Regions from separate parts of the Mus musculus genome. Here region 1 is linked to region 2. A link is a contact called in public capture Hi-C data. All regions are on one chromosome and are shown on one strand. The core of a region is the stretch at or near the end of the contact, and the rest is flanking DNA. Distances in the headings are between cores, read along the strand shown.

Region 1 (5,048 bases), core at 2,332-4,831, 320 kb before region 2:
TAACGGTGCTCATGTCTAAGAGTTGGGACAGCTAACAGGACACATGGGGCTACAGCCGTCTTACTCTGACTTGGTTTGGAATGTCAGTCTGAGGTTGTTCTCTGCTGCCACTCCAATGAGCTTGAACATCCTCTTTGACTCTAGAGGTCCATGCTGATGCATGTCTTGCTGCCCATAGTTCTGGGTGCTCCGGGGCCAAGTTGCATGCTTTATTTGTTCGCAGTGCAATCTAGGGTCTTTTGCGTACAAGGTAAACATCTCATCCCTGAGCTTCTCCCTAGCTGTTTTGTTTTCTATTTTTATTTTATTTTTTTTTAAAGATTTATTTATTTATTATATGTAAGTACACTGTAGCTGTCTTCAGACACTCCAGAAGAGGGCGTCAGATCTTGTTACAGATGGTTGTGAGCCACCATGTGGTTGCTGGGATTTGAACTCTAGACCTTTGGAAGAACAGTCGGGTGCTTTTACCCACTGAGCCATCTCACCAGCCCGTTTTCTATTTTTAATTGCTATTTATTCCTATCTCTCTCTCCCTCCCTCCCTCCCCCCCCCCGTGTATGTACACGTGTGCAGATGCACATAGGACCCAGAAGACAGCACTGGATCCCATGAAACTGCAGTTACAGGTGGTTGTGCATCACCTGCCATGGATACTGGGAACCAGACTCTTGTCTTCTGCAAGAGCAGCAACTGCTTTTAACTGCTAAGCTATCTCTGCACCCCATCAATGTTCCATTTTGGGGGTACAATATTTCACTAATGAAATCTCTTCTGCTTTCCCCATTTGTTTGAAACTCTGGGTTTCTTCTATTTGGCTTGGATATTTGTATGTCAATTCCTTTAAGTCCCAGCTCTCTCTTACTTTAAAACAAATAATTTATTCTATGTGTATGTGTGTTTTGCCTGCTTGCATGCCTTGTGTCCATTGAGCTAGAAGAGACTGTCAGATGTGTTTTGTTGTTTTGTTTGAGACAGTGTCTCTCACTGGGACCTGGGGTACTCGGATTAAAGGAGGGTAGCTGGCTAGCCAACCCCAACCAGATCTGCACTAGGACAGACTGTGAGCCATTACCCCTGGCTTTCTACAGAACTTCCAGGATCAGTCTCAGGTCCTCAGGCTTCACTGGCAAGCGTTCGGCTGAGCTGTCTTAGCCGTCCTCTCTCACTTTATACACAGCCTTGTGCCATTTAATGATGGGGTGCATTCTGAAGAATTTGGCATTCTAAAGCACACGTGTGTAAGCCTAGATGGCACTGTATCCTACACAGTTGGGTCATGTGGAGCTTGGGTGGGAAGAACCCGCTGCTCCTTGGCTGCTGAGTGGGACAGTGTGAGACTGAGGAAGAGCAAGGTAGTGTGCTGGGGAGAGGCACAAAGCACAAGAGGCCAGAGAGCGGCTACAGCTTACCCCAGCTGCATTCATTCTACAGTAAAGCCCTTTAAAAACACAAACACAAAGAACACACTAAACTAAATGAAAGTGTCCTATCATAAGTGCGGTAGCAGTCAGCACAGGCATTTATTGCCATGTTGCAGTACTGGGCTCTGTATGCGTGCTCCGCACTGTCTTCCACTGACCATGCAGTGGTGTACTCTTGCCCTCCCAGCACAACGGTGAGGGATATGTTATATCATGATGCCAACAGCATAAGTAGTTGATGTGACATTTTCTTAGCAGTGATGAGCATGACACCCAGGGCTTTGCACATGATAAGCAGGCATCTACCGCTGAATTATTCTTCCATCCTTGGTATTAAATATTGTCTGTCTGTCTGAGGAATACTGATGTTTTAAAATTAAGTCACTTACTTTACACCCCATCACAGCTCCCCTTCTCCTGCCCCTCCGTCCTATTATGCATTCTTATGATTCTTATGGGAGCACATATTGCCTATAATTGACCAAAGGATTATGTAACACATGAGGATTTTTTTTTGACAAGTTTGAATCTCACTGGTCATACTTTTTCATCGCTGGAGGTCACTGTGAGCCCCTCAGTGCCTCTTCCTTTTCAAGGTACCCTGTTCTTTTTTTTTTTTTAGGATGCAGCGGTTTTGGAGAAGGACAAGACCTTTTGATGACGACTTTTTCTTTTCCCCTTATGGTTCTTTGGTTCTGTTTTCCTTTATTCTTGATCACTTCCCAGCAGATACTCTTCAAATAAAAACCTGTTTGGGGTTTTTTTTTTTCTATCTCTGTTTATGAAGGAGTTCAGAAAGCTAAAAGGTATTTTTTTTTTCTGTTAAACCATAGGGAGGTCCAGGTTGAAGCAGGAGGGCCTCTTGCCATGCATATCACTGCTCCAGCTCTGGTATCTGGAATGATGAGACCTAGGGAGTTTGCCAAGGAATTCTGTTGACAGCTGCCATAATCAGTACTGGAGTCCAAGCTTGTCTGCAGCCAGTTCCTGCTTCCCAGCCACTTGTATCCCGAGTTAGCTGAGTCCCGCTTTCAGTTTGCTGAAGTCCCTTACAGACTAACGGCCGGTCTCCTGTTGTCTTGCAGACCTGGAATGAATACCCATCAGGGGCCACTGAAACCTGTGGCGGAGGAGCTGGTGTGCGCTACAATGAGAGCTCCGGTGGGGCCCAGCTGGCACACAAGCTGGAGTCCTGCATTTTTCCAGTATGGGATGCATCTCTACACTCAGTACAGACTGAGGCTGGCAGTCACACTAGAGGAGAGGCCTGGAATTGCCCCAGCATGCCCTACGGCACTCAGAAGCTGCCCACTCTGGTCCCTGGAGGGGCTTCTAAGCCCTCTGCCTGTTGGTTTCTTTCTGGGGTTTCATGGTTACCAGGATATGATGATCTCAGAGGTGGGAGCCCAGGAAGGCCCTTGGATGGCTTTGGAATGGGGTGGCTTCAGCAAAGGCCCTGAGTAGCTGACAGTGGTGGTCGTGGTGTCTTTGTTCTATATTCTGAGTCTCCAGACTTGGTAAGGGCCCAGTAGATACTCAGGATGCTGTCCTGTTAGTACCACACAAAGGCTGCAGGCTAGGATCCTCAGGTCACAGCTCCAAGTGCTCAGCGTGGGCTACAGTTACTGAGCAGCCGTGGAAGGACTGAGGGCACTTCAGGTGCTCATATGTTCTGAGACCTTAGGTGCCTACCTTAACCCGAAACCCAATGTTCTCTGATCACCTTACCTTTGTTGGGCTGTGCCCTATCTGGAAGGCTGGTTTCTTTCAGACAGCCCCGAAGACGCCTCCCCCTTTTCCACGGTCCTTGTATGCTCTTGATCTCCAGAGAGTCCTGAGAGGTGAGGGAGTCTAGTAGGAGAGAAGAGCCCCAGGTCTGCCGTGTAGCTGGTTCCGCATGAGCATGAGCTGTGCTAGCATGTTAAATACCCTACAGATTGGTGTGTTGGGTTGGGTGAGGGTCTGTGTGGAGCCCCGAGGCTGCACTGGGTGGGAGTGCTAGGATGATGCAGACTCGAAGACACACAGAGAGTGTGGGACACTAGAGTGTGCTGTGAGGAGCTAGAGTGGCCCTAGCCCCTGTTGCTAGGCAGCGCATTTCCCTGGACACCAGTTGCCATGGCAGCCGCTTCCTGCCCATGTTGCCATGACACCCAGATGGCCTTGAGGAGCCTGAAGTGGTGGTAAGGGGCTAGCTATCCAGACACACTCACACCACCCTTCCCCCCAGCCCGGCTGGTGCCTAGGGGATGCTGAGGAGAGGAGAGAGGACAGGCTATGTTATCCAGAGCCGCTTGCCTACAGCTGGCCTGAGATGAAGTCAGGGGCTAAATGGGCAGATTCTACTCTCCTTACTATGGCCTTGACACTCAATGACCCATGCTCATTACAGGGCCTGAGTAGAACTCAGAGTCATAGAGCCAGCCACACCCATGAGAGATTCTCATTTCTGTATTTTTAACCTGGGCTTCTGGCCCTTACCCACCTAGTCTGTTCTCCACTTGCAGCCCCAAAGCACCCTGCGTAGGACTAGAGGATCCTACAGAACCTGGATGAATGTGTCTGGGGTTTCACAGGCATTCCTGGAGTGGCCTTGGGATTATTACCCTGTCATCCAGGACTCTGCCCAGTCCTTTCATCTCCTACCCAGGACCTAGGGTATGGCCTAGGCATGAACTCTCCTTTGCTCTGTTAGAGAGGCAAGATGACACTTGGCTCTGAGTCACAGCCTGTGACCTTCCAGGTGGCAGAGGGGCAGATGAGGGATGAAGTGGTCTGTGTGATGAAGTCACCCCAGGGCCAGAAGGTAGGGGCTGCTAGGCCTCTCTGTTCCTGGCAAAGTAGACATGAGTTTCTGAGAGCTGTGTGACCTTCTCGGCCTTCTCCAGTCTGCAGGGAGTGGGGAGTGCAGAGCAAGCAGGGTCCTGAGACCATGGTGTGGGCAAAAGAAGGTCTCAGAGCTAGGCATGCTACTTCATGCTTGTGTGTATCAGGATTTTGTAAGGCTAGAGCAGGAGGATTGCCATGAGTTTGAGGCCAACCTAGGATGCACAGTAAAATCCTGTCTCCATGTCTTATCCCCACAAAGAGGGCACTAGGTGGGCTGGGTCCTTGAGGTCTTCTAGGAATTCCCAGCTCCAGAGGTTGAAGCTCTTGGAGGAAAGGCACACCCATGGGGCGCTCAGTACTGGACATGGACTTTCTGCTCCTAGAATGTATGTGGTGACAGGCTGTTTGCTCCTCTCTTCTGTGGTCACTCTCTGGAAGCCACTGCTCATATTTTTTTTAAAAAATGATTTATCTATTTTATGTGAGTACACTGTAGCTGTCTTTAGACACACCAGAAGAGGGCACTGGATCCCATTGGAGATGGTTGTGAGCCACTGTGTGGTTGCTGGGATTTGAAGTCATGGCCTCTGGAAGAGCGGTCAGTGCTCTTGGCCACTCGTATTTTTAACTTTAACAGTCAGAAAGACAGTAAGAGTGCTAAAGACAACCCTTGTGAAAGACACAGTCCCAGTAGACAGCCATCATTTCAGGATGTCGGGGGCTCTGAGGCCTTGTACTGGGAGGTGGCCTGCTGACCGCCATGCTGTGCTCCACTAGGCTGCTGAGCGTAAGCAC
Region 2 (5,074 bases), core at 1,677-4,176:
TTCGTATCAGGTGTCTTCATATCAGGCTCACCAGGACCAGTTCTCTTCCTGTGACTCGAACCAGTACCTCCCAGCAACCTGGCTGCCTCCCTGTCCTCCTCTCTGCTTGACCCACTGTTCTTCAGCTCTGCCTGCTGGACTCTGCTGAGACACCAGCTTTACCTCAGCCTGAGCTGTACTATGAAAAGAAAGAGTGCAGGCTCCCTGCAAACATGCAAATGCCATGCGCACCAGCAACTAAGAGTAACTAGTCCTCAGGTGACTAGAGGCCAGCTACGCCTGTTAGCCTGTGCCTACAGAGAGCTGAAGGGTCCCTTCTCGGCCTAACAGAGTCAAAAACTATGACCTAATTCCCCAGCCTACGTACGGTTTTCAGGCCACAAGTGGCATCCTATGGCCGGCCCTATGTTAAGGGCAGCCTTAAGCACACCAGACTTTTCTGACACCTGGGTCTTGCTTTGATTGCATGAGAGCCACCTTTTCTAGTCTGCTGGCATTGGGCCTCTGAGGCGGGGTTGGGTACCTTCCTCCTTGGGCCTCATACTACTTAGTTTTTGTCAGTTTGACAGAAGCTAGAATCACCTGGGAAGAAGGAACCTCAATTGAATTACCTCTCATCAGATGGGCTTGACGGCATGTCTGCAGGCATTTTCTTGATCGTCAATCGATGTAGGAGGGCAGTGGTCTTGGGTTGAGTCAGAAAGCCTGGGAGGAAACTAGAGAGGAAGCCAGCCAGGACGTGACACTCCTTCATGGTGTCTGCTTCAGCTCCTACTTGAGGTCCTGCTCTGGCTTCCCTCAGTGATGGACTGTGATGGAAAGTGTGAGCTGAATAAACCCATTTCCTCCCTTAAGTTATTTTTCTATCAATTGTTTATTTAGTGTTTCCTATCAAGGTAACAGAGACCAGGCCTCTGCTAACCGTTCCCCACAGTGAGGCTGCCCTGGGACCTTTAAGGGCAGGAGCTGGGACCTGAGCTAGGGAAGCTTAAGCGTTAATCCAAGGAATTCCTCCAGCCAGTGGGAAGCAGAGACAGGAGATGGGGAGGAAGGGTGCGGTCTAGGCACTGACCACCTCAAGCATTTGGCCAGCATGAGGGAGTCTGTAAGGAGAAATGGTGTCTAGGCACTTTGAGGGCTGCTGACCAATGGGTGCTGCAGGTCTACAGAATGGGTAAAATAGCAACAAGTTTCCAGGCGAGCTGCCCCATTCCTGGGGATGGTGTGGTGAGACTTGCACAGCAAAGGTCTCTGATTTTGATTGCCTCTCTGAAGTGAATGGACAATGACCACTGTGTAAGAACAAGACAGGGGTGGGGTGGCTTGTATTGCATAAGATAGGAGAGAGGCATGGAGCTGTCCAGTGCTGGAGGCCTTGGGGATAGAAGAAAGGCCAAGTGTGAGCCTAGCAAAAGGATGTGATAGAGGCAGACCTCACTGACTGCCTTTGTCTGAGTGCAGGTTCCTGAACCCCTATGCTGGAGATCCCCGCGCTGGATGAGTCCTAGAGAAAAAGACTCCCCACTGGGCACTCTCAATACTTGTATACACTTTGTGGTTTATTTGGTGGTCAGTAATTAATGGCTTTGCTACTAAGTGGAAGAAAGCTAATAGAACGTAATCAAAATAGTGGTTTAATTGACGAATTTTACTTGTTCCTTGCACCTGTGCCTTCTTCAGCTCCTACCTGCCTACTTAGCTTATGTGGGTGCAGACTGCACACCACGATACCCCCAGGGCCCTCTCCACCACTAGGTACTTGCTTTCTCCACCTCAGCTCCAGAAATGTGATGGTCTTTAGCTCTGGAAGTCTCAGCCAGCCTGTCTTCCATCCTGTCTTCATTCTCGGGTGTCACCAGCATCCGTTGCTGGGGTTTGGTCGCCAGCTTGTGGTCAGGCCGGTGTTCGGGTCTGGAGCCTGGTCGAGTATCCAACTTGCAATCAGCTCGATACTTGCCTTCCCCCTCCCTCTTGAAGGAGGCAGAAGACATGGCTTTGGGCTTGGGGGGCTGTAGCCATGAGTGGCTAAGGATCTCATCAATGTGCAGCCGCCGGTTGACATCTGGCTGTAGGATGCGGTAGATGAGGTCCTTGCACTCACCAGTTAGGTTCTTGGAGCGTGGGAAGTCCACTCGGTGCTCCTTCTGGATGCGCAGCATCTTTTTGATGTCAGAGTCATCGTAGGGCATGGAGCCACAGACCATGATGTAGAGAATCACACCCAGGCTCCAGATGTCATACACCTTGGGCTGGTAGGGGATGCCCTGCAGCACCTCGGGGGCTGCATAAGCTGCTGACCCACAGAAGGTTTTGCTGAGGACGATGCGCCCACTCCCGTCCCGCAGGCAGCGCTTGGAGAAGCCGAAGTCAGACAGTTTGATGTTGAAGTCCTTGTCAAGCAGAAGGTTCTCACATTTGAGGTCTCGGTGGACGACATCCAGGTCGTGGCAGTACTTGACGGCTGAGGAGAGCTGGCGGAACATCTTGCGTGCCACATCCTCATGCAGGGCTCCTCGGCACTTGATGAACTCGAGGAGGTCGCCCTGGACGCCCAGCTCCATGACAATGTAGATGCGTCCATCAGAGGTCTCAAAGATCTCGTAGGTCTTAATGATGGAACGGTGGTTGACGGTCGCCAGGATGTCCATCTCCCTAGGAAGGAATCTCTCCACAAAGTCAGTGGGTGTTTTCTTGCGGTCTATGATCTTGACTGCCACATTGAACTTGAGGCGCTCTGAGTAGGCAGATTTGACTTTTGCGTAGGAGCCCTTGCCCAGATTGATTCCCACGATGTAACCCTTCTTCCTTAGGACCGCCGCATCGTCCATGCTGCCAGGAGCGGCCGGTGCCGCCGCCCTCTACATCCCCTCCCCACACGGGCCAGCAGGCATTGTCCTCATTCCCACTGTGGGGAGGCGTCTGGCTAGGCTGGGCCTGGAGTGGAACGCTCAGCACTGTCACCAAGTGACCAGCGAATGAAGTCATAAAGCTGGGCTGCTGGGAGTGGGGACTGGGCTTGGGGGAATGGGACCCCTGGATGGAAGCCAGGAAGGCCTAGAAGGAGCACCCCCTCCCTACCCACTGGAATGAAGCTGGCATTCAGACTTGTGGTAACCTTCCCTGGCCCTTTTTCTTGCTGTGGCTTCGTTGTCACCAGTGAGGCCCAGAGAGAAGCGGTACAGGTCCAGTCTCATCCCCGTTTCCCTGTTGGGCCATGGGAACTGGTCCTGTGTTGGCCCTCACTTCATTAGAGCCAAGTCCCTGCCATTTCTTTGGAGTTTGAGGAAAACTTCCTATGAGTTTGTATCAGTCAGTGGAAGCTGCCCAGGTCCAGTCAGTCCAGTGGTGGGTCCAGTCTACTGGATGAAAGCAGTTCCATGTTTAGGGTCTTTGGGCTACAGAGTGGGCAGTTGAGGCACATCCCTGGTGAACAGGTGTGTGTGGGTGGGAGGGTAGGTAGTACAAGGGGATGTACTGAGGGTCCAGGTAGGCAGGTGCATGCTTGGGAGGGTGTGGTGTGGAAGATGAGGAGGCTCTAACCAGATGTACAAGGTGGTGAGGTACCCAAGCAGACAGGTGCTGAGAATGGTAAAAAGTGTAAGTCAGGAAAGAAGGTCATGAGCTTTTTTCTGCAAATGATGGGCAGCCCTTATAGAACCTGACTCCTTTTTAAGGCGGTTGCTGTTAGGAAGAGAAGCTAATTGGCTTTGGAATGCATGTGGAACCTCAGGGCCTCGAGCCAGAGCAAGCATCTGAGGGTCAAGGGGAGAGGGGAGGGTTAGGAAGAGCCAACCTGGGCCTGGTTAGTGAGGAGGGGACTGTGTTAGGCTTGGTGCAGGATAGCCCAGGGATCGATAGCCCTTAGCATTGCCCATGGAAGCAAACTTGGAGGTTTTGTGAGCAAGTGAGCCAGGGCTACATGAAGTGCTGTGGCAGCGCTCACTGTCCACATGTTGGACTGTCTTGTGTTTTGTGCATGGATGTATGTGTTGCAAGGTAGCATCCTGTGTACACCCTCTTGGCTCCTTTAGAAGTCCTCTGCTTATTTTCACATCCCATGGGAGTCTTAGACTTTCAGTGAGTTGCCAGAATGTGAAGGTGTTGTGTTTAGAGAAAAAGCAAGAAGGCCAGTTTCTAGATGGGGAGGTGTAACAGAAGACATCAAACAGGAAGTGACATAGTCAGATGCAGAGTGGACAAGAGGGAAAAGATGATATGGGGAACAAGAATATACCATAGAGGCCACCTTGAAGTCCTAGTCTTAAAGCCCCTGAGTGACGCACACAGCAGGAGATCTTGTGTCACTTCCTGTCTCAACTGTCTCCTCCTTGAATTCCAAGCAACCTCAGGCCATCTTGGTGTCTTCTGTCTCCCAAACCTAGCAAGACTACAGAGATGAAAAGGCAGGTGCCTACACACTTCTCAGCACACCCCACTAGCTAGCCCCATGTCCTAGAGCCTTCTGCCCCATCCAAGTTTCTTCGTGACACTTCTCCAGTCTCACTTGAGTGTTGCTCATGGTCTGTACTATGCCTGAACCCTGGATACTTGGTTCTCGCAGGCACAATTCACAGAAGCAGGCTACAGAGTGTAGCTTGATCCCAGAAGGCTGAGGAGGACAAAGCCCCTTGGCTGAGCCTGGGGTGGGCACAATTTTCAGAGGTGAATTGGCAAGTATGCTTATGGCACATGGGGTACAGGGATGAGGGGGCATTGATGGGCAGAAGTCCTCTCTGAGCATGGGAAGATATAGCCTGGGTGTCGATGTGAAAACTGGGAGGCAATGGGTGGGACAGTACACAGTGGGGCAAAGGTGGGCTGCATGTGGTGCAGGTGCAAGAAGGTCACATCCAGGAACTCACTGAACACTACTTTTCTAGGTTACTTGGCATTGGTGTCTTCCCAAGGAAGAGGCATAGGTGGACCCATGGTTGAGATGAATCTAAATGTTTTTGGTTTTGTGTATTAAACCCTTTATCTTCTGTAAGGTTGCCCAGAGTGAGGTGAAGAAAGGGGCCACAATGGCAAGGTGAAGACTGCTTGGGACACGACGTAAGCAAGGCAGGCAGCACAT

The links. Capture Hi-C pulls out chosen DNA fragments and counts their contacts.
Region 1: a capture Hi-C map of embryonic stem cells shows a contact between it and region 2, with 3 times the contacts expected there. The contact joins the promoter of 4933432I09Rik here to the promoter of Tssk2 in region 2. A contact is called at or near these places in 9 of 39 promoter capture datasets (the C10 cell line, the SN4741 cell line, cranial neural crest and 4 more), 2 of 15 datasets of contacts at CTCF or cohesin (embryonic stem cells and large pre-B cells), 6 of 484 Hi-C or Micro-C datasets (Sertoli cells, embryonic stem cells, nephron progenitors and 1 more), 4 of 115 datasets of contacts at active chromatin or transcription factors (embryonic forebrain, large pre-B cells, pancreatic cancer cells and 1 more) and 4 of 9 other capture datasets (embryonic stem cells, liver, macrophages and 1 more).

What each region holds. Positions count from the first base shown.
Region 1 is chr16:18,212,396-18,217,443 of GRCm38.p6, reverse strand. It overlaps 4933432I09Rik (RIKEN cDNA 4933432I09 gene), which reads left to right and starts at 3,581. Exons shown (of 3, transcript NR_015575.1): 1 at 3,581-3,607. It also overlaps a transcript of Ccdc188 not described here.
Region 2 is chr16:17,896,489-17,901,562 of GRCm38.p6, reverse strand. Tssk2 (testis-specific serine kinase 2) reads right to left here and starts at 2,926. Exons shown (of 1, transcript NM_009436.2): 1 at 1,539-2,926. The coding sequence starts at 2,828. The coding sequence ends at 1,752. Ess2 (ess-2 splicing factor) reads left to right here. Exons shown (of 10, transcript NM_022408.2): 10 at 1-854.